Linked DNA regions of Mus musculus: regions 1, 2, 4, 5, 6 and 7 are each linked to region 3. Evidence: chromatin contacts called from public HiChIP or PLAC-seq and promoter capture Hi-C data. All regions are on one chromosome and are shown on one strand. Each heading gives the region's core, a stretch centred on a gene start, on an enhancer-like site or on the middle of the called end of the contact. The rest is flanking DNA. Distances are from core to core; before and after follow the strand shown. Region 1 holds the start of Ankrd35 (ankyrin repeat domain 35). Region 2 holds the start of Hjv (hemojuvelin BMP co-receptor). Region 3 holds the start of Arnt (aryl hydrocarbon receptor nuclear translocator). Region 4 holds the start of Txnip (thioredoxin interacting protein). Region 5 holds the start of Polr3gl (polymerase (RNA) III (DNA directed) polypeptide G like). Region 6 holds the start of Rbm8a (RNA binding motif protein 8a). Region 7 holds the start of Pias3 (protein inhibitor of activated STAT 3).

Region 1 (2,769 bases), core at 49-2,548, 1.2 Mb after region 3:
AGTTGCAAAGGGCATTATGAATGAATGGTCTGCTACAACAGTTTAAACTTGGAAGTTTGCCAGAAAATACTGAGAGTGAAGGCAGGCTTCTGGTTTTGGTTTTTGAGACAGGATCTCTCTGTTATGTACCTCTGGCTGTCCTGGAACTTGCTATGTAGACCCACCACACAAGACTGGCCTCAATTTACAGAAATCTACCTGCCTCTGATTCCGGAGTGCTGAGATTAAAGGCGGATGCGTCACCACACCTTCTTCAGGCTTCTGTTTCAGAAGAACCTTGAAAACCATGTTAAGAACTTTGGGCCTAAGCCGGGCGGTGGTGGCACATGCCTGTAATAATAGCACTTGGGAGGCAGAGGCAGGCAGGTTTCTGAGTTCGAGGCCAGCCTGGTCTACAAAGTGAGTTCCAGGACAGCCACGGCTACACAGAGAAACCCTGTCTCGACCAAACAAAAAAAAAAAAAAAAGAAAGAAAGAAAAAAGAAAAGAACTTTGGGCCTATAGCATCTTGGGGGGGCGGGGGTGGGGGTGGGGTCTGCTGCTAAGCCTCACTACTTTAGTTCAAGCACCGGATTCACAAGGTGAATGGAGAAAGCCAACGCCGGTTGTCTTCTGACCTCCACAAGGGTGCCCACCCTTAGCGCATACTCATGCCTCAGTAAATGAATTAATGTAAAACACTTCTAAAAAGAATTTTGGGCTTTATTCCATAGGGTTCCATGAGTATTTGGGTGGGCTTGCTTGGTTTACAGGGAGGAGAAAGGAGAGATGGGAAGGCCAGACCAGTTGGCTGCAACTAATACTTGTCAAACAAGAATTACTAAGAAGTGAGTCTAAAGGATAAGGAAGGTCGGACTTTTTGTTTGTTTGTTTGTTTCTTGGAGTGGGGAAGCAGACAGTAAAAACTCTCCCCTTGCTGCTTTCTAAGATCTGCGTTAGTGATCGGCTTGATCCTTTGAGTTTTGTCCAACCTCTGGTTGCAGTGGGTCACAAATCACCCATTGGTGATCAAGTCTGCTTAGTGCATCACGTTTCCAAACTCTATAGAAGATCTTGGGGCGTTGGGAGGGAGGGGATGAAGCACACACAGGTCATGGCTATGACTAAGAGTCATTAACTGGTAAAAGAGGTTGGTGACATCGAAGCTTGTGGAGGTCCTTGAGAGGGGGCGGGGGCGGAACTGGGGGTGGAGCTCCAAGCAGAAAGACGGGGGACTTAGGGCCTGGAAGTCGCTGGTGCGGAGGCTGCGAGCATCCCTCTTGGATTCGGTAGGTAACTACAGGGGGCGGGCTTCGGCTGAAGGGCGGAACTTGAGAGCCAGCCAGGGTGGCCGCAAAAGACTGCGGGCTTTTTGCCTCTGCAGGGACGGGGTTAGGCAGGGCCAGAGGCGGGGTTTTAAGCCCAGCCTTCAGTTGAACGTCTACGATTGAGCGGGGTGGGATCTGGGGCGGGGCTTGGGGCGGGACCCAGTCTGCTTTTTGACAGCTGTCTTTCGGCACAGCCGTAGCCGAGTTGGGTTAGGAACTTGTGGCCCGGCTCTCTGCGCGTCCCCGTCCCCCCGTGGCCCTAGCCCCGGCCATGAAGCGCATCTTCTCCTGCTCCAGTTCACAAGTGGCGGTAGGTGCCAAATGTGTGGGAGAAGGGCTGTGGCTGGGATTCAAGCCCTGTGTTGACAGAAGTCCTGAGTCCCATCTCCATGGATGATCGCATTAACCCTGCCTGCATCAGTCTTTCCTGCGATGTTAGCAGTTCTGATAATGCGGTCGCCAGCCCTGGTAACTGAACTTATGGGTGTTATTAAAACCCTGTCCCTTAATCTTTTCCTTCCCAAGGTGCTTCCCCTTGGCTCCTTTTCCCAACATATTTGGCTTCCAGCTTCTGGTATGCTTTCTAAAGTTCTGTTCTCTTCCAATGACCCTGGTCTCTACTTCAGCTGCGGCTCCCAGTACCAACCCACCTCCAGACATCTGCCCGCCCCCACCCCAGCCTTTAAATCCGTTCCTACTTCTATCCCTAATTCCTGCCCTATAGCTTCACTTCCATCCTTGCCTTCTCACAACGTTCTCTCTCACATAGCTCCATTTTTACTCTTTGCTTTCTGCCCCTAACAGTATTTTCTGCCCCCAAAGTATTCTCACCCCAGTGCCTTCTTCCAACCCTTCTTCACAGCCTCCTTTACCAAACTTGCCTCTTCCACTCCATGACACTGCCTCTTCCACTCTCTCAAGCACCAATCCAAATCTCTTTCCAAGCGTCTGTCCAACATGGGGCCTCTGTTTTCTTAATTTCCAGTGACCTTTTCCTCAATATTACTTCCTCTACCTTTTGCCTGGACCTCCTGCCTGCTTACAGTGGCTTAACCTTGCAACCTAGCTAGCCAGACAAACGCTGTCAGAGGACAGACAAGTCTCCTGGCTGATCCCCAAGAGCCTGGGTGAGTTGCCTGCAGAATTTACCCTGGCCAGTTCTCTGTACTGTCTAGTCTTCAGACTGGTTCTTGGGACCAATCAAGTTCTGTCTGGTTCTCCCCCCATCCCACCCCACCCCCAATTATTCCTTTGTCTTGTTTAGCATTTGTGTTCATTTTCTTTGATTGAGTTAGGGGAATGAGATGGTGAAGGAGAAGACAGAGTGGATCACAATGAGAGAGTTCCTGACAAGGGTTACTCTCTTCTCCGTTCTCTCCCCTCTAGAGCAAAACAAAGATTTTGGAAGATGGTGGTTCAGGGAGGATACAGTTGTCCTTCTCTAAAGAGTTCTTCCGGAGTG
Region 2 (3,129 bases), core at 261-2,760, 1.1 Mb after region 3:
CAGGGCTCGCCCCACTTGATCACTAATTGAGAAAATGCTTACAGCTGGATCTCATGGAGGCACTTCCTCAAGGGAGGCTCCTTTCTCTGTGATAACTCCAGCCTGTGTCAAGTTGACACACCCAACCATCCAGTGCAGGGAAATTTTATGGAATAAAAGTTCTTGGGATGTGGGCTGGTGAAATGGCTCAGCAGGTAGGTAGAGGAACTAGCTACCAAACCTCACATTTGGCCCCTAACGCCCACATGGTGGGAGGAAAGAATTGACTCCTATAACGTTTCTGACATCCACATAGGTACACACAGACACACAGAGACAGACATGTTCTAAATAACTTAATGTAAAAGATTATTGTGATATGGTCTTGTATAGTTGAGAAAAAGCTAAATTCATTATAAAAAATACATGTGCTCCCACACTTCTCTTGTAAAGTGTGTGTGTGTGTGTGTGTGTGTGTGTGTATGCGTGCCTGAGAAGGGACCATGTACCATGTGGACCTGTAGAACTTCATGTAGAGCTGACAGGGCCAGAAGCTTTTGTGACACACTTTGTAATCAGTCCTGTGCTGCTTTCCCTTGGCAAGTACTGTGGGACAGTGTCCCAGAAATGCCACCAGGTGAAAAGACGGACATAGCTAAAACCCTGATTATAATTGAATCTTCAAACAGTTTGTCTATAAAAGTATATTCCCAAATGTCTTCCTTCTGAATTCACCTATCTAACGCCACTCCTCTGTGGATCAGTAGTGTTCAAAACTGACTCCGATTCTTCTCTCTGCCTCTGTTACTACCCCGGCCCCGGCCCCTGCAACCTGGAAGCTTCTGTTTTTTGTGTTTGTATTGATGAGGAGGAGGGAGGAGGGATTGTTGCACAAACTAGTGTAATGGAAAAGGTGGAGAGAGAGTAGACAGCTGCAGAGATCTGATCTGGGCAGACGGAATAAACCCTTCTCGAAACAATTCTGCTCTCGGATTTCTCGGGACAGCTGGACCTTTCAGCTTCTGAAATAGTTGGCAGAGATGGGGGAGGGTCTCTGAACTATGCTTGCCGTCCATCTTCAAAGCCGGCCACCTCAGTGTATTATGTGTAGAAGAAATTCAATGGAATCCTCAGTAAAGAGAGGATGAGAGCAGTGAGTGACTGGCATCACACAAAATCACCACCAGCAGTCTTAAAGGCATTACTGGGAATACTGAGTTCATTACTGGGAATGCTGGAGGGCCTGAGTGGCAGCTTATAAGCTACAGTTGGATATATGACTTGGCCATCATCTTTCTTTATACTCTCCCTCCCTTGGTATCCAATATTTCCATATTCCATCCTTATTTTGCTCATCGTTCCTGCTGCCTTAGCTCCCACACCCCACTGCCACCAACGTTCCTGGAATTTTGGACCTAGCTATTTTTAAAACTGTCAACTCAGTAGGCACCTCCCTCCTCCTCTCAGCTGTCCAGTACTTGGGCCAACCATATACTCTCCCTCCCCCCTCCCCCCACACCAAACCTCCTCTGGCTCTCTGACCTGAGTGAGACTGCAGCCATTCCGGGGCAATCATGGAGAAAGAGATGGGGGACCCCCTGGCTGGAGCAGACCAACAGAATAGGCAACTATGGCTCGAGAACCCAGTATCAGAGTAATGCTTGACCTCGGGAAACAGTAAGTCCAGATGAAATGTCGATCACTTTGATAAGCTTTTGGGTCAAGGCCAGAACTTCATAAAGTTACAGACATCTGTTCTGAAAACTAAGATCTCCCCTTAGCAACTACCCCAGTCTTCACTTTTCCTCTTGCCTAGATGTTTTCTAATCCATGGCCATTTGATGTTTAATGCTGCCTCTCTCTGGCTTTCCTATTTTCCTCTCCATCTTATTACACCAAGACCTTGGGAGAGGGGGAGGGGGCAGTGCTAAGGACTGGGCCCAGGGCCTTGAGCATGGTAAACACTCAGCTACCATCGAGTTACACTCCCATCCCTACCTCAAGACCTCTCTGACCTCCTGCTCATATGCTTATCCCAAAGTAGGGTTTTGACAGGAGAAAAGGAGACAGACCCTCCCCCATATCTGTTCTCCTCAAAAGACCAGGAGTGTCTGGATTGGGCTTTTCAGCTGGGTCTGGAAAAACACATGAACTGTTAGACAGAAACATATATTAATTTGAATGCTTGATTTGTACCCCATCCTGTGAGAGGGATCGTACTGTCAGCCCTCTGGAGAGGCTGAGAGACCGGCTCTCCTTTCACTGGGAAGGTGATATCGTAGACAGGGCGTCTGCCTACCATGTTACCCTTTGTGCCCTTCTAACACAGTGAAGAAAATGAAACGGCAGGTGGTTTCTGGTGGGAAGGATCCATAAGAAGTATGTTCTTAAAGCGTGATCAGATCCTGGTGCTACTGGGGACCCACTGACATGGTCAGAACCTCACTTTCTCTAGGGGTCCTCCATTTTTGGCACATCTGCTATTTGGTAGTCAGGATGGGGCAGTACACTGGACTCTGCACACTGAGGTCACTCAACCTTCCCTCCACCACCACCCCGCCCCCGTAGGCATATTGCACAAGGGACCTGAAGGTGGCCGCAGGGGCAGGGCACAGAGGCTCACCAGCCACGCTCACCCTCTGGAAGCCTCCTTCTTCCCAAGATCCAGTCTGTCTCATTTTTGTTTTGGTCTCTTCAGATGCTCTCTCTACCCACCATCTTGACTGGTCTCCAACCCTTCTCTTTCCCCACACTCAGCCAAATTTCTTCTTCCAGTCACAGAAGTACCCAGAGAAATTCACTAGGTAGGAGGCTCATCATCTGGGAAGAACCGGTGCCTGGGGGGACCTGGCTGGATAGGTATGGGCCAGTCCCCTAGTCCCCGGTCCCCCCACGGCAGCCCTCCAACTCTAAGCACCCTCACTCTCCTGCTGCTCCTCTGTGGACAGGGTAAGGAAGGGCCAGGGAAGGGTTGGACATATCCAGAGGTTAGGATGCTGGGTAGGAATGAGCGCGCGGGGGTGGGGGTGGGTGGGGGTGTGGGGGTGTGGGGGGTGGGGGGAGAGTGAGGAGGGATGTGTGCTGAGTCCCAGCACCTCCCAACTCTGAAAGAGGCCTGTCTTGTTTCCCATTTAACTTGAAGAAGGACAC
Region 3 (2,755 bases), core at 179-2,678:
CCTCCTCCCCCCAGTCCACATATACATGGTGATGAATATAATAGACTTTGGGTGTTAGTTTCATTCACTTTGCTTCTCACTACTGGATTAATTTGCAAGGTGGCCTTTGTTTCATGTCTTTGGTTTTTGTTTGTTTTTGAGATAGTGTCTTTCTATATATAGCTCCTGCTGTCTTAGAACTCACTATGTAGACCAGGCTGGCATTGAACTCAGAGAAATTGGCCAGTCTCTGCCTCCTGAGTACTAGGATTAAAGGCATGCATCACTATGCCTGGATCTGTTTGTAGTTCTTTTTTTTTTTTAAATATATATTTTTAAGATTTATTTATTTATTTTATGTATATGAGTACACTGTAGCTGTACAGATGGCTGTGAGCCTTCATGTGGTTATTGGGTATTGACTTTAGGACCTCTGCTTGCTCCAATCAACCTCGCCCACTCCAGTTGGTCGGCTCACTCAGTTCCTGCTTTCTCTGGCCCAAAGATTTATTTATTATTCTAAATAAGTACACTGTAATTGTCTTCAAACACACCAGACGAGGGCGTTAGATCTCATTAGGGGTGGTTGTGGGCCACCATGTGGTTGCTGGGATTTGAACGCAGGACCTCTGAAAGAGCAGTCAGTGCTCTTACCCGCTGAGCCATCTCTCCAGCCCCTGCTTGTAGTTCTTGATTTGTAAAATTATAGAATTTATCTCACAGTGTTTTGAGTCGACATTGTCTGTTCTGAATTGCTCAGTTCTTATAATTAGACATTACGTCTGTGTGTTTACTACCTTGTCATTTTAAAAAAACTTGTGACATAGGACACCTCACTTTTGGAGGGCAGAGAAAGGGACTAGTTTCATTTTGTAGTACAGACTGGTCTTTGCATTCTGAGTTCTGGAATACTTGTTTAATAAAAATTCTTTGTTCGTTGTCTCCATTTCAAATGTTGGCATCTTTGGTACCACGTAATCACCCAGCTTTTTCCTACCAGCTTCAGAGCCAACTCTTAAGAATTAGTTATCGGACTTTTACTAGTGACAAAAGTTCATAAAGAAAAAACAACCTAGAATGGATTAGTGATCCCTGTGTTAGAACCTATAAAGAGGGTTTGCATAACAAATCGTCTGTAGGAAGCATATGCTGATGAGCCCACTAAGAAAGAAAACATTTTAGTAAAATGCTCGTTTTCTTTGCATTTCACTGACGTCAATTTGGTTATGAATCTCTGACGCCGAGAAGGCCGGATTAGGGAAACAGCTGGTTGGCTTCCTAGCTCAGGCTTCCTAGCACTCCTCGGGTCACCGGACTCACTGGCCGAGTCACTAGCCCGGCCTCTATGGCGACTTACTGTTTCTATTGGCCAGTTCTCCCAGGGAGGCTGTCTGGAGACTGACCGCGCCCATAGTTTGGGGCGTGTCTTCTGCCCAGGATGGGGAGGGGGGTGGGCGTCCGCCATCTTGGATTCCGCGGTAGCGGTGGCGGCGGTAAGGTGCCTAATCTGCGGAGTGGCTCTTCCCTCCCCTCCCCCAGCTCGGTGGCGGCTGCCCCTCCCACCGAGGGTGGCGCAGGGACGGTGCCATCTCGACCATGGCGGCGACTACAGCTAACCCAGGTGAGGCGGCAGAAAGGACTGACAAGTGCGGAGAGCCAGAGCAGAGCAGCAGGGCCGTGGCGTTCGGGTGTTGGGGGAGGGGTGTCGAGGAGGCGCCCTGCCCGGAGGACCTGGGGAACGGGTGACGGGTGTTTGGGGGCTCCGTGCCCCAACTTCTGGAGTAGTGGTGGCGCTTGGCCAGCGTCTCCACTCTGCCTGCGGTGTTAGGGAGTGTTGTGGTCTTTTAACCCTCTGCCAGCTGATGTTCCCCTGATGCCTAGTAAGTAACTGGGCAAACTGACTTGGTGTAACTGCGAGCGTAAACTGGGCTATAGACGGGGCCACGTTGACGTTTTGCAAAGTCTTGCTTGATTCTACACTTGGTTTACATTTAAATGGAAAACTTAGTTCTTTGAGAATCTGCTCAGATTCTTGTAACTCCTATACTTTGAAATTTAGGGTTTTAGCGTAGTTATTAGTGTCTTGCTGCTGAAGGCAGAGGTTTGGGTAATGGTAATAGTTCAGGACAGGTCTTTAGTCCAGAACCCAGGTTTAAATCTTGTTAGGTCGAGGTGGAGCAACTCCTGTTCTTTCAGAAAAATGTCCCGCGCCATTTGTCTGTGGACGTCCTCTTGCTTGTTTGTCTGTCTGTCTCTGTCTCTCGTTCATCTTATTTTGAGTCTTGTCTCATTCCAGCCCCCGGTTGACTTTGGATCACTGCAGTCTCCCTCTCAGTCCTTTCTACTGTATTCAGTTACATCTTAGGAAGTATTTCATTTTAGTTGGGCTAATTTACCTTGTTATTTTCCAACAAAGTAAATCCATCATTTCCCAGAAGTCTGTATCATCGAAGAGTTTGGAGGGAGGGTTGTGTAATATTGGTCTCTGCTATTTCACATTGAACTTTTAAATTTTATCTTGTTAATGTACTATATTACAGTAACAGGGTACACACACGTATGTATATACATACACACAATAGCTGAAACACTGGGAAATGTATTGTTTTCCCATTATTTTTGGAAACAGCCTTTTTTTTTAAGAGAGAGAGAGAGAGAGAGAGAGAGAGAGTCCTAGAACTTATATGTAGCCCAGGTTGGCTTCAAATTCATGTGTCAATATCAACTTTAAAAAAAATATTTTTAAGCTTTAGAAATTATGTATATGATAATGTCT
Region 4 (2,983 bases), core at 241-2,740, 1.1 Mb after region 3:
GTTAGGGCGCGCGGGGGTGGGGGCTGGGGGTGTTGTTTATGAACAGCGGTGAACAGGCATGCAATCGCTTTTTACTTCTCCATCTTAATCTCAGGGCTATATCATCTTTATTTTCCTGCGCAAGGAAGGAGATAGATAGTCTCCTAATAATTCTGCCCAAATATGGAAGGAGTTTAGGACTCAATGACAAGGCTCCGGCGCGGGGTGGGGGTGGGGGTGGGAGTGGGTGGGTGGGTGGGGAATAGAGTAGGGGGCGAAGGGGGAGGGGGTTGCAGGTAATCCTTCACACAAGAGTTTCTTTGCACACTTAAGAGTTATTTCTCTAGTCAGCTCCTGAGGCATCTCTCAGCAAGGTTTGCCAGATAACTAAGTGAAACTAACACAGCTCCAGCGCCGGTGAAATTGAAACAGGCTTAGGGACATGCATTTCATTTAGTGAATTTGGAGAGAGGACAGAGGGGGGAAAAGAATGACAGGAACTCGAAAACAAAGTAAGGAGTGAGGTTCTTTTTCTTCCTTTTTCTTTCTTTCTTTTATTTTATTTTTTTGGTTTGTCCACCTCTTGTTTCCTGGAGAAACAAGGACGGGGGAGCCATCAGTGTGAAAGTAAACACCTCACAAAGCTGCAGTGAGGAACAAGGGAACATATACAAAATGTTCCCCAACTTCACAGGTACACTGAAGAGATGAGGGGATAAGCAACAGGATGTGGACACTCCCTTACTGCTTCCGCTCCAGAGAACAGAATAGAATGTAATGGGCGAGGAACAGTAGCAGCACATAGGGGCATGAAATGAGGGGGAAATGAGGGGAACCCACCAGAGCATTCACCAGAAAGGACTGAAAGCCAGACTTTAAAATATCTGACAAGTTCTCGTCTGGAGAGACCGCAGCCTTTTATTCTTCAATAGAAGTGCAATAGGAGCATATCGGGTGGGCTCTTTCTCACTAACACGACTGCACTCTCGCCCTCCGCTCCATCCTGGAGTATCCTCGGTGCGATGGGATTGTTTTTCACAAGACTTGCGAACTTGTGAGCCAGGAATAAATGGTCACCTCGAAATGAATTGCGCTGGCTCAGGCGAGTCATGAAATCCTCTCCTAAGCACATTTTTCTTTCACCTAAAAAAAGAAGGGGGAAAAAAAAAACAAAGCACACACCCAAATAACCCAGCTCCCAAGAGGAGTCCCCTGGATGAGGTTCAGGGTCCCGGGGTCCCAGCCTCCCGGGGGGAGGGAGGGCACCCGTCGCCCCGGGCCCCGCCCCTCCTGCTGGCAAGGCTGCGCACCCGAACAACAACCATTTTCCCCGCTAGGAGCACACCGTGTCCACGCGCCCCGGCGGCCTCGCTGATTGGTTGGAGGCCTGGTAAACAAGGGCCAAGTAGCCAATGGGAGAACTGTGCACGAGGGCTGCACGAGCCTCCAGGCCAGCACTCGCGTGGAGCGCCAAGCCAGGCGGCTATATAAGCCGTTTCCGGCAGCCGCTTGACACTCTCCTCCTCTGGTCTCGGGGTTTCCAGAGTTTCTCCAGTTGCGGAAGACAGCTGTTATTTTTCTCCTGAAAGCTTTTGGCACAGCCGGCAGGCTGAAACTTCCAGGCACCTTTTGGAAAAGTTGTTAGGGTTTGTTTGAAGCTTTCTTTACATTTTCGTTTGGGTTTTCAAGCCCTGACTTTACGGAGGCGAGCTCTTCGTTTGCTTTGAAGGGTTCTTAAAGATTTTTTTCCTCTCCGGCTTTCGTTTTTCTTGAACCCACTCGGCTCAATCATGGTGATGTTCAAGAAGATCAAGTCTTTTGAGGTGGTCTTCAACGACCCCGAGAAGGTGTACGGCAGCGGGGAGAAGGTGGCCGGACGGGTAATAGTGGAAGTGTGTGAAGTTACCCGAGTCAAAGCCGTCAGGATCCTGGCTTGCGGCGTGGCCAAGGTCCTGTGGATGCAAGGGTCTCAGCAGTGCAAACAGACTTTGGACTACTTGCGCTATGAAGACACACTTCTCCTAGAAGAGCAGCCTACAGGTACTGCTCCCAGCAGGACTGATGGTGACTTGGGAGGTCTGTGGGTCGGGGAGGGCACCACTAAATGTTTCGAGTTGTTCGTTTGAATGGTTTGAACTGTTGGTCCCTATATTTTTTTACTTTGTAATTAGCAAGTTTTTCACTACCCTTCACCCCCCTAGAGTGATTTGAACACTTTCTGAGGTACTGTTTCCTGAAAGTGTTGTCTTAGCTACTACTTAAAGATTAATGTATTTGTGGATTTCGCAACTTTCTGTCCAAGAAAGTGCTCTGGGATCTTTTCTTCCATAGTGTAAGAGATGAAAGTGGAAGTGAAGTAAGGTAGTCTACTGCCCAGGCACTCCTCATTGACGCTTTCAAAATGTAACAAGAAGCCTAATGGCCCCTTGTCTTTGTTTCCCAGCAGGTGAGAACGAGATGGTGATCATGAGGCCTGGAAACAAATATGAGTACAAGTTCGGCTTCGAGCTTCCTCAAGGGTAGGCATCCACCGTGTGCACCTTGCACTCTTATTTCTAAGTCTTCCCCCTCCATTGATCTCTTACAGTTCTTAGCCTTAATTTTGGTTCATTGTTTTGACACAGGCCCCTGGGAACATCCTTTAAAGGAAAATATGGTTGCGTAGACTACTGGGTGAAGGCTTTTCTCGATCGCCCCAGCCAGCCAACTCAAGAGGCAAAGAAAAACTTCGAAGTGATGGATCTAGTGGATGTCAATACCCCTGACCTAATGGTGAGGATTTTTTGTTTTTGTTTTTAAAAAGGTTTTAAAATTCTTCTTGGTCAGGGATAATAAATTAGATGCATGGGGGTTGAAATATCTCAAAACATTATTTCCTTTTACACAGGCACCAGTGTCTGCCAAAAAGGAGAAGAAAGTTTCCTGCATGTTCATTCCTGATGGACGTGTGTCAGTCTCTGCTCGAATTGACAGAAAAGGATTCTGTGAAGGTAAAAACATACTG
Region 5 (3,080 bases), core at 22-2,521, 1.2 Mb after region 3:
TTGGAGGTCAGCCTGTTTGCCCTGCATAGAAAGAACTGGTTTCGAAAATATTTTCCCACATACTAAATAACAATTTATTGAATAGATGTTATCAGAGGGTTCATTGTGATCCCGGTTGTCTAGCACTGTGTCTGCTATGTAGTAGGTTCTCAGTAAATATCTGTCTTTTGAACATGTGTCTACAGACTCTGTGAGTCACAAAGACTCCCTTCTGGTTCTTTTTGTTGTTTTCCTTCTCTGGTCTGAGAATAACTATAAAACATTAATGCAATAAACCACCAGTTCAAAGACCCCTAATTATATAATGTTGTCTTTTATTGTTCCCTAATTATATCAGGAGTTTAAATTTGTCCTCCTTGACAAGAGCACTGGTTCCCACAAATCAATTCCACTCGATTAACGCTTACTGAACACAATGTATTAAGTACCCCAATCTGTCCCATCAAACCTTCCGTTCATAGAATAGAAACAGTGAAAGAGAACATATAATCCTAACACCGGGGGTACTGTGGCAGGGGGAATGCAAACTGGAGGCCAGTATGGGCTACATAGCAAGAGTCTGCCGATAAAAGCATGGGAGGGATGGAAAAAGTCAGCCTCGTGAGATGGTAAATACTCGTGTTGCCAAGTGGCCAGGAAACAGGCTGACTAGCTCAAGTTGTCCTCTGACCTCCTTGCGTAAGCCATGGCTTGTACGTACCCCCCCCACACACACACAAATAATGTAATTTTAAAAATTAAAGAGATTCCAATAGTGATAATCGGACTTTGTCAGGTCGGGGATCAATAAATTCTTCACGGTGGTCTAGGAAAGTGGTGGGTAGAGGGTAGCGGTTCAGTTGACTTGATAGGTAATAAGAATCTGTCAGGCTCTTGACAGGGGGCTAATGTTACGTTAATGGGTGCGGGAGAAGCTGGTACCATAGAAGAGTCTGAGCTACAAGAATGAACCTTCCTCTCCTGCTTTAATATCTGTCCCCAGGCGCGACAGCAAGCTGTCTCCGGCGTACAGTCAAGACAGCAGTGAGAGCCCGGGGAAAAAGGGGAGGGATTTAGAAGGGGGCTGATCCAACAGGCTGACAGAAAGCGTTATCTACGTCGCTGTCGGCGCCGAGGGACTAATTCGGGAAGTACCGAACCAAACCGGGTCAGAGCCACCAGGTCGAAGCCTTACCTGCCGTCCCTCCCCCACTCAGGGCCCACGCAGCCGCCAACTTGAAATTTGCTTTTCTTCTTCCAGCCCTCGTTCTAGGCCCGCCTCCCCGAGCTCTCCATTGGTGGGTTTTCCTGGCCAATCGACGAGAGCGGAGGCGGGCGAGGAGGGGAGGAGGAGGGAGCGAGCTTAACCGGAACTGAGGCTTGGGAAGTGGCGCGCTGAGACCTGGGGCTGCAGAATTCACCTCTTATGCCCAGACCGAACTAGATGGCTAAGATGTCCTGCTACTCAGAGCTCATCCAGACACGTGGCGGAGCCAGAAGAGGAGAACCGCTGCTGGGAAATGTAGCCCTGGGTCAGAGAAACCAGACTGCTCATCTGTTAACAGCTGTGCCTGCAGGAGTTCCCAGAAACACTCCAGGAGGTTCCCAACTACCGGACTCCAGCGCCCTCTTCTGGCTTAGGCCATCACACACACACACACACACACACACACACACACACACACACACACACACCACACACACACCACACACACACACACACACACACACACCACACACACACACACACACACACACACACACACACACACCACACACACACACACACCACACACACACACACACACACACACACACCACACACACACCACACACACACCACACATCACACACACACACACCACACATCACACACACACACACACACACACACACACACACACACACACCACACATCACACACACACACACACACACACACACACACACACACACACCACACATCACACACACACACACACACACACAGAGAAACACTCCAGGAGGTTCCCAACTACCGGACTCCCGCGCCCTCTTCTGGCTTAGGCCATCACATACACACCACACACACCACACACACACACACACACATACCACACACACCCTCTTTATTATTCTTCCTCAGTCACCAGCACTACTAATAAATAATCTTTAAAAGATTTTTTTTCTCTAAAGGCAGGGTCTGGCTACCCAGTCTAGGCTGGCCTTGAACTCTTGATACTCTTGACTCTGCTACCAAGCTCAGGCCCCAAATGCGGATTGTTGCGGTGTCTGAGAAGTGAGGGAGAGAAGGGGGCTTGGGACCAGAGCAGTAATTGGGGAGAGAAGGCAGGAACCCAGTGGGTTTTTTCTTTCTGTACTTTCCACTGCCCTTCAAGCCCCTTCAAGGAAAGAGGGCAGAATAGAAAGAGTCATTTTTTTTACAGAGTAGAAGTAAAGGGAAATACTTCAGGATGGATGTAAAACTAGGAGTCAGTCAACAAGAATATGACAGAGGTCAGAGAAAATGGCCTCTAGACTGGGAAGTTGCATGTGGATGACACATACTCCGTTTTTGGAATAGTATAAAAACATAGCTGTAGCGCTTTGGGGGAACTTGCTTAACCTCATTATCATTTGTTGCAGGAAGACAATAGTTCCCCCCTCATTGAGTTGTGAGGGTTGGAGATGATGTATGTATGCACATCTCTCGGCACACATCAATAGCTAATAAAAGTGGGTGATTTCCCTCCGGCTGTTTCTCCTCCTTTCCCAGGAACGTGACTTTTTGTATCTGTACTTGGTGGCGTCCACCATTTGAGTCCTCTAAGACCCTCGGTGAGCTTTCCAAACCCTTAATACCCATCCGATGCCCCCACTTTCCTTGGTACCTTCCAGCTGGACACAAACTCATCCCTAAACTATGCAGATGGAAGCCTTGGTAACCATGGAGACAGGGCAGGTGGCACGGAGAGGCAGAGGCAGTGAGCAACAGATAGGAAGAGATGAGTGATTCAGGCAGGGACCTTCAAGGAAGAGGGAAGAATGAGTCTAAGGGAGTAGAGATGTAATGAACACATCTGTGCAACAGGGGCCGGTCACCACTCTGCCTTTTTCTACCT
Region 6 (3,123 bases), core at 179-2,678, 1.2 Mb after region 3:
TCCCAGCAACCACATAGTGGTTTACAACCATCTGTAATGGGATCTGATGCCCTCTTCTAATGTGTCTGAAGACAGCTACAGTGTACTCAAATAAATAAAAAATAAACAAACAAAAAAAACCACCTGAGCGGGGAAGTGGTGGCACATGCCTTTAATCCCAGCACTTGGGAGGCAGAGACAGGCGGATTTCTGAGATCGAGGACAGCCTCGAAATACAGAGTGAGTTCCAGGACACCCAGAGCTACACAGAGAAACCCTGTATTGAAAAGAAAAAAAACAAAAACAAAAACACCTGAGATGGTTCTTCTCAGTTGTCAGGCTTACTCTCTCTGGAATGAACTACAAATCCAGAAATGAGGGGCACACCTGTGATTTTCTGTTTGGTGGAGTGGGTAGATCCACTTCTAGTCCAGACTTTAGGTAGGAAAGAACACCTCTGAGCTACATCTAGAGGCAGGAAGACACAGGCTTTTCTTTAATCTTTTGTTTGTTTGTTTTGTTTTTGTTTTTGGAGACAGGGTTTCTCTGTGTAGCCCTGGCTGTCCTGGAACTCACTCTGTAGACCAGGCTGACCTCGAACTCAGAAAGCTGCCTGCCTCTGCCTCCCAAGTGCTGGGATTAAAGCGGGCAGGCACACCTTTAACCTGGGCCACACCTTTTGCTGAAGCCTATATAAAAACATGGATGAAGGAAACTTTTGCACTTTGCCTTGCTCATAAGTCCGTTTCTTCACCGGCACTGGAGCCTACTTTTTCTGGATTCTAGACCAGCTGAGACATCCAGCCTTGTGGAACTAAGCAAATACTAGATTCTTCGACTTTCTGGACACATCTAGTTATTCTCCAATTAGCTGGACTGCAGCCCGTAAGTCATTTCAATAAACCCATATATGTAGATATGTATCAAAGGATTTCTTGCTAGTTGAAAGTTTTATGAGAAAGTCACTGACTTCACTCACCCTTTAAATTTGCCCCAACGCGGCTGCGCTCCGGACCTTCAATCTACCTGATCAACTTGGCTGTAGAACTTCCGAAACCACTTTATTTTACTTTTTATGTTTTTGAGAAAGGGTCTCATTCTGTAGCCTTGGAGCCCGGCGTGGTAGCACAGGCTTTTAATCCCAGCAGCATGTGGAAGGGGAATATAGTTGGATATCTGTAACTTCGAGCCCAGCTAGGGCTATATAGAGAGACCCTGCCTCAAAAGAAAAGAAAACAAAACACAATCACAAACCATGTAGCCTACGGCCTCATACTCGCAGAGCTCCATCGGGGTCCCAGAGTGCTGGACGTTTCTAGCGCTTCATAGTGGGGCCGCCTACATTGGCGAATTTTCACCGCGCCGAGGGCGGGACTTGGAGGCAACCTTTAATTGGTCAGCCTAACTCGTGACGTTTTTCTTCTGCGACAGCTTCCCGAGGTGCTTAGCTTCTAGAGACTCAGAAAGCGCCGAGAGAAGCAAGATGGCGGACGTGCTGGATCTTCACGAGGCGGGGGGCGAAGATTTCGCCATGGATGAGGATGGGGACGGTGAGGAGAGTGGAGGCGACTGCGGGAAGAGGGGAAGGTGCGAGAGGGGAATGCAGTAGAAATTTTCCTGGGACGTCACCCCACGAACTGGGTCTGAAAAGATAGACTCCTCCCCCTTGGGAAAGGAATTAGGGGCGGAACTGGGAAGGGACTGAAGCTGGAGTCTGTGTCGAAGCTTCCAGATAGTCTAGGAAACGCGACAGGTTTTTTTTGTTTTTTTTTTCAAATGACTCTTATTTTTGTTGCTTCTTATTTTCTCACCTGGAACTCTAGAAAGCATCCACAAACTAAAAGAAAAAGCAAAGAAACGGAAGGGCCGCGGCTTTGGCTCCGGTGAGTGTGGGGAATAGGGTAGAGTGGTCTAAGAGGCAGAAGCCCGCGAATTTGGGAGTGTGAGGGGGACACATTTGGAGGACAGTTTTCGGTGATCTGGTATGAATTCTTTTAGAAGAGGGGTCCCGAGCGCGGATGCGGGAGGATTACGACAGTGTGGAGCAGGACGGCGATGAACCTGGACCACAGCGCTGTAAGTAAATAGGACCTATGGGGAGTCTGTGTGCACTGGCACTCAAATGCAAAGTAAAGAGTTGTTTAACCAGTCTCAGAAAATTGCTTATTGTAGGTTCTTTTCAGAATTTTTCTTTTTTAGTTTGTTTGGTTTTGGGTTTTTTTGTTGTTGTTGTTTTGGATACAGGGTTTCTCTGTTAAGCCCTGGCTGTCCTGAAACTCTTTTTGTAGACCAGGTTGGCCTCAAACTCACAAATCTGCCTGCCTCTGCCTCCTGAATACTGGGCTTTTTAGCTTACATGTTCATACAACACTTTCCCTACCCAACAGCTGTTGAAGGTTGGATTCTCTTTGTCACTGGAGTCCACGAAGAAGCCACTGAAGAAGATATCCATGACAAATTCGCTGAATATGGGGAAATAAAAAATATTCACCTTAATTTGGACAGGCGCACGGGATACTTGAAGGTAGATTTTCTTGCTTCCCTCACTTACAACTCTTAGATACATTGATTATGTTGTTTTTGTGAGTTGATCAAGCACAGGTAGGAAGTGAAATGACATTGGAAATTGATTTTGTTACCCACATGAAAGAGACAGAAACAGAATGAGCATGTTTGTGTATATAATGGGGATATGTGGTGTATAGCTGCGAAATTTTTCTTGTAACTATGCATTTCTGGTTTAAGGAAAAGAGTACTTGGTTGGTGAAGTAAAATTCTGATACTTTTTGTTGTTTGTTTGTTTGTCTTGAGACAGGGTTTCTCTGTATAACAGAGCCCTAGCTGTCCTGGGCTCACTTTGTAGACTAGGCTGGACTCTGCCTCTCTAATGCTGGAATTAAAAGTGTGTGTGTGACGCCTGGCTAAGCTTTGATACTTTTATATGCTCCCCTAGGGGTATACTCTAGTTGAATATGAAACATACAAAGAGGCTCAGGCTGCCATGGAAGGACTAAATGGTCAAGATTTGATGGGGCAGCCAATCAGTGTGGACTGGTGTTTTGTTCGTGGACCACCAAAGGGCAAGAGGAGGTAAGATGAAGGGATGGGGGTTGTACATTTATTTATCTTAGTAAAGGGAACATG
Region 7 (3,017 bases), core at 296-2,795, 1.3 Mb after region 3:
CACCTAGCAATCCCTGATTGCCACTTTAATATTTACCTCCCCCCTTTACAAATATTTACTGGACAAATGACATTATCCCTGAGGCCCCAAACAACTATAAAATGTGGAGTTTTTACGATAACTAGTATAAGGAACAGTGCCTTAAAGTAGCTATCTTTATAGATATAGAAATGAACTACTCAGCCAGGCAGTGGTGGCTCATGCCTTTAATCCCAGCACTCGGGAGGCAGAGATAGGTGGATTTCTGAGTTCGAGACCAGCCTGGTCTACAGAGTGAGTTCCAGGACAGCCAGGGCTACACAGAGAAACCCTGTCTCGAAAAACAAACAAACAAACAAACAAACAAAGAAATGAACTACTCAAATCGTCAGGTTAAGTGACCAACTTGGTTGAAACAGGGCCCTTTGGAGGGTCCAAAGCTTTGGAGGAGGAAGTAGGCACTTTAAAGAGGGGCAGAAGTGTGTCTTCTGTACCTGTATCTCCTTGTGTTCACCAACTGTGGGATCCCTAGTTACTGAAAGCATATTTGGAGGTTGGGAGATAGAGGGTTATCTGTAGGGATTGGGCTGCTTATTTTCCATTTGTAGCCCAGGTTTTCCCCCAGATAGATGGAGATCTCATCCTATAACCTTTCTAAACAACCAGAGTCCCAATGCACATAGTCCCAGTCCAGCCCAGTCCAGGCTCTACACTCCCTCCCGCAAGGGATCAAAGGACTACTCAAACTTTGAATGCCCAGAATCTCTTCTCTCCTCAGCGCTCAGAGGAGTTAATAACTCCCGCCCGGCTCCTGGGCTCCGCCCCTCTCCCCTCTCCGAGGTCCTGGCGGGCTTACCCTGGAGGGGGCGGCCCCAGCAGCAACGCTTGGCCGGGCGGAGCTCAGGCCCGGGCGGTGCTGCGGCTGCAGCGTCCAGCTGCCCGACTGAACTCCAGCCGTGCAGCAGACTGCCGGAGCTGCGCGAGCCCTTTCTGCACCGGGGCTCACCCCCGCAACTCTGCGGGTAAGTCCTGCTTTCCGCACCCAACTTTGTTGCCTGTCAAGCCTTGAGTCGTATGGCGCTAGCAGGACCTAAGCTTGTAATTGCTGTGTTCGGGGGAGGTGAAGAATTCGGAACAGCCGTCTCCAACAGTTCGCAAGTCCCCAACTTCCCCCAAAAAGGACAGGAGAGCATCACTTTCAGAGTTGGCGGGACTCTGGGATTTCGCTAACTAAACTTGCGGCGGAGATCTCCGGGGGACAGGGGCTCCAACTTCGCCGCCCCTCCCCCATCCCTCGGAGCTCCGGCAGTTCCGGATACTTTCCCTCCATCTTTCAAGTATCCTTGGCTGCCTAAAAGCCCATCCCTTCGGGTCCGCCTTCTCGTCGTTACCCGCAGGGCCCCGAGATCCCCGGGCTGCACACTCCCTGCGGGGCCACCGTGTCTCCCGCCGCCGGGAGACTTGCCCCGGCCATCCGGCTGCAGGAGAAGGGGCGAGGCCGGCGGCGGTCCGGAGCCCGGCGGGCGGGGCCGGGAAGGGGAGGTGTAGGGGGCCGGACGGGGCGGAGCAGGCGGCCTTTGCGGCCGGCGCTGGGGCGGAGAGTTTGCGCCGGTCCCTGGGCCTGAGCTCCGGCTCGGGCTGGGGCGCCTGCGATGTCTCAAGATGGCGGAGCTGGGCGAGTTAAAGGTACCGGCCCCCTCCCCCAGCCCCAGCAGGACTCGCTCGGCTGCCCGCTGAGGCGGGGAGGCGACCAGGCTGGGCGCAGCGGGATGGGGTGGGTGCGGGCGACGTGGCAGGGACTGGCTACAGGGATGCGCGGGCAGCGGCCGCGAAAAGGGGCTGCGGTGGCGCCCCGGGGGCGGGGCCGCAGGGCAGATGCAGGGGTGGGGCGGAGGGGGGAATTGTCGCCCCGGAGGGCCGAGGCACAAGGGGCGGGGACGCGGGGCCGTAGCCGCTTTTAGTAGTAGGTAGTTGCAGGGTACAGGCGGGCGAGGGAAAGCTCCTCTAGAGGCGTAGGGGTGAGTCCATCAGGCCAAGAGGTGTGACAGTGAGGGGGAGCCGTAGGGATGGGACCCGAGGACCAGATGTTATCAAGCTCCCGGGGACCTGAAGCTTAGGCTTGGGGCTGCTGTGGGCATCCGAGCCTTGGGCAGTACCGATAGGGGGGCTGAGACGTAAGGGGGCGGGGCTGTACAGGAGCGTACCTTAAGAGATGAGGCAGGAGCATCCTGGAGGCTTAGAGTAAGGAACTGTCCTAATGAGGTCCTGTGGTTGGAGAGGTAGAGAAGTGTGAACCACTGGATAGAAAAAAAGTTATTGAGCCAGTGGAGAAATAAAAACAAGTAGGAGGAGCCAAGGATGGAAAGGTAGAGAGAAGGACAAGGTTTTCATCACATTCCTGAAAAGGAGACCAGGAGGAAAAGAACTTGGGAGAGCTAATGGTCCACCCGTGACTAGGTCTTCTAGACATTCACAGAAGGGAGCCCTAGAAGGAGAGAGATCTTGCCCCACCACAACACAGTCTCCAAGGAACCACACCAGAAGATATCCTACAGAACCTTAGACCTTCATTCCCCCATCTTCTGGCTTCGCCCCATCCTTGTCCCGAGTAAGCCTGAGTTCTAGCCATTGGGCCATCCACGTTTAAGAGCTGACTTCTGTGCTTTGGTTCACAGACCCCATTCTCATTCTCTTGGGGTCTCTGTTGAGAAGTTTGCCTTGGTTCCCACCCTGGTGGCTATCTATGAATATACCATGTATGAGAGAAAGAAGGAAGATGGTAGTTCTGGACTGTTTGGTTTCAGACCCCAGGACAAGGGGGCTGAGGTGCATATTTTACATCTCAAAGCAGCCCTGGCCTCCAGGTTCTCCCAGCATCCCTCAGTCCCTACCTGGCATTCTAAGGCCTCAACCCTAAACTTTCCAGCCCAGGGGCTGGGCTGCCCTTCCCCCAAGGTTCTTCCCTATATAATCCAGACATTTTGTGCGTTCCCCCCCCCTTTCCTCCACCCTATGGCGATTCCCTTAGGACAGCTTCC

What was found. Promoter capture Hi-C pulls out the DNA fragments that hold promoters and counts their contacts. HiChIP or PLAC-seq counts read pairs in DNA pulled down with a chosen protein or histone mark.
Region 1: a contact with region 3 is called in a promoter capture Hi-C map of pre-B cells, with 6 times the contacts expected there. The contact joins the promoter of Ankrd35 here to the promoter of Arnt in region 3. A contact is called at or near these places in 2 of 39 promoter capture datasets (liver and pre-B cells) and 1 of 484 Hi-C or Micro-C datasets (B cells).
Region 2: a contact with region 3 is called in a promoter capture Hi-C map of liver, with 7 times the contacts expected there. The contact joins the promoter of Hjv here to the promoter of Arnt in region 3. A contact is called at or near these places in 1 of 39 promoter capture datasets (liver) and 1 of 9 other capture datasets (liver).
Region 4: an H3K27ac HiChIP or PLAC-seq map of microglia shows a contact between it and region 3, with 6 times the contacts expected there. The contact joins the promoter of Txnip here to the promoter of Arnt in region 3. A contact is called at or near these places in 3 of 39 promoter capture datasets (liver and pre-B cells), 1 of 115 datasets of contacts at active chromatin or transcription factors (microglia) and 1 of 9 other capture datasets (adipose tissue).
Region 5: a contact with region 3 is called in a promoter capture Hi-C map of liver, with 4 times the contacts expected there. The contact joins the promoter of Polr3gl here to the promoter of Arnt in region 3. A contact is called at or near these places in 3 of 39 promoter capture datasets (liver and pre-B cells) and 1 of 115 datasets of contacts at active chromatin or transcription factors (pancreatic cancer cells).
Region 6: a contact with region 3 is called in a promoter capture Hi-C map of liver, with 5 times the contacts expected there. The contact joins the promoter of Rbm8a here to the promoter of Arnt in region 3. A contact is called at or near these places in 2 of 39 promoter capture datasets (both in liver).
Region 7: a promoter capture Hi-C map of pre-B cells shows a contact between it and region 3, with 4 times the contacts expected there. The contact joins the promoter of Pias3 here to the promoter of Arnt in region 3. A contact is called at or near these places in 2 of 39 promoter capture datasets (liver and pre-B cells) and 1 of 9 other capture datasets (liver).

What each region holds. Positions count from the first base shown.
Region 1 is chr3:96,668,833-96,671,601 of GRCm38.p6, forward strand. Ankrd35 (ankyrin repeat domain 35) reads left to right here and starts at 1,299. Exons shown (of 14, transcript NM_001356538.1): 1 at 1,299-1,617. The coding sequence starts at 1,579.
Region 2 is chr3:96,523,675-96,526,803 of GRCm38.p6, forward strand. Hjv (hemojuvelin BMP co-receptor) reads left to right here and starts at 1,511. Exons shown (of 4, transcript NM_027126.4): 1 at 1,511-1,656; 2 at 2,755-2,928. The coding sequence starts at 2,841.
Region 3 is chr3:95,432,962-95,435,716 of GRCm38.p6, forward strand. It overlaps Arnt (aryl hydrocarbon receptor nuclear translocator), which reads left to right and starts at 1,429. Exons shown (of 22, transcript NM_001037737.2): 1 at 1,429-1,600. The coding sequence starts at 1,576.
Region 4 is chr3:96,556,467-96,559,449 of GRCm38.p6, forward strand. Txnip (thioredoxin interacting protein) reads left to right here and starts at 1,491. Exons shown (of 8, transcript NM_001009935.2): 1 at 1,491-2,019; 2 at 2,423-2,498; 3 at 2,604-2,751; 4 at 2,867-2,969. The coding sequence starts at 1,770. It overlaps Gm15441 (predicted gene 15441), which reads right to left. Exons shown (of 4, transcript NR_040409.1): 3 at 820-1,931.
Region 5 is chr3:96,592,910-96,595,989 of GRCm38.p6, forward strand. Polr3gl (polymerase (RNA) III (DNA directed) polypeptide G like) reads right to left here and starts at 1,272. Exons shown (of 8, transcript NM_027241.4): 1 at 1,175-1,272. It also overlaps a transcript of Ankrd34a not described here.
Region 6 is chr3:96,628,500-96,631,622 of GRCm38.p6, forward strand. It overlaps Rbm8a (RNA binding motif protein 8a), which reads left to right and starts at 1,429. Exons shown (of 6, transcript NM_001102407.1): 1 at 1,429-1,529; 2 at 1,803-1,862; 3 at 1,978-2,055; 4 at 2,367-2,503; 5 at 2,933-3,069. The coding sequence starts at 1,463. It also overlaps the pseudogene 6330549D23Rik.
Region 7 is chr3:96,695,531-96,698,547 of GRCm38.p6, forward strand. It overlaps Pias3 (protein inhibitor of activated STAT 3), which reads left to right and starts at 1,546. Exons shown (of 14, transcript NM_001165949.1): 1 at 1,546-1,665. The coding sequence starts at 1,642.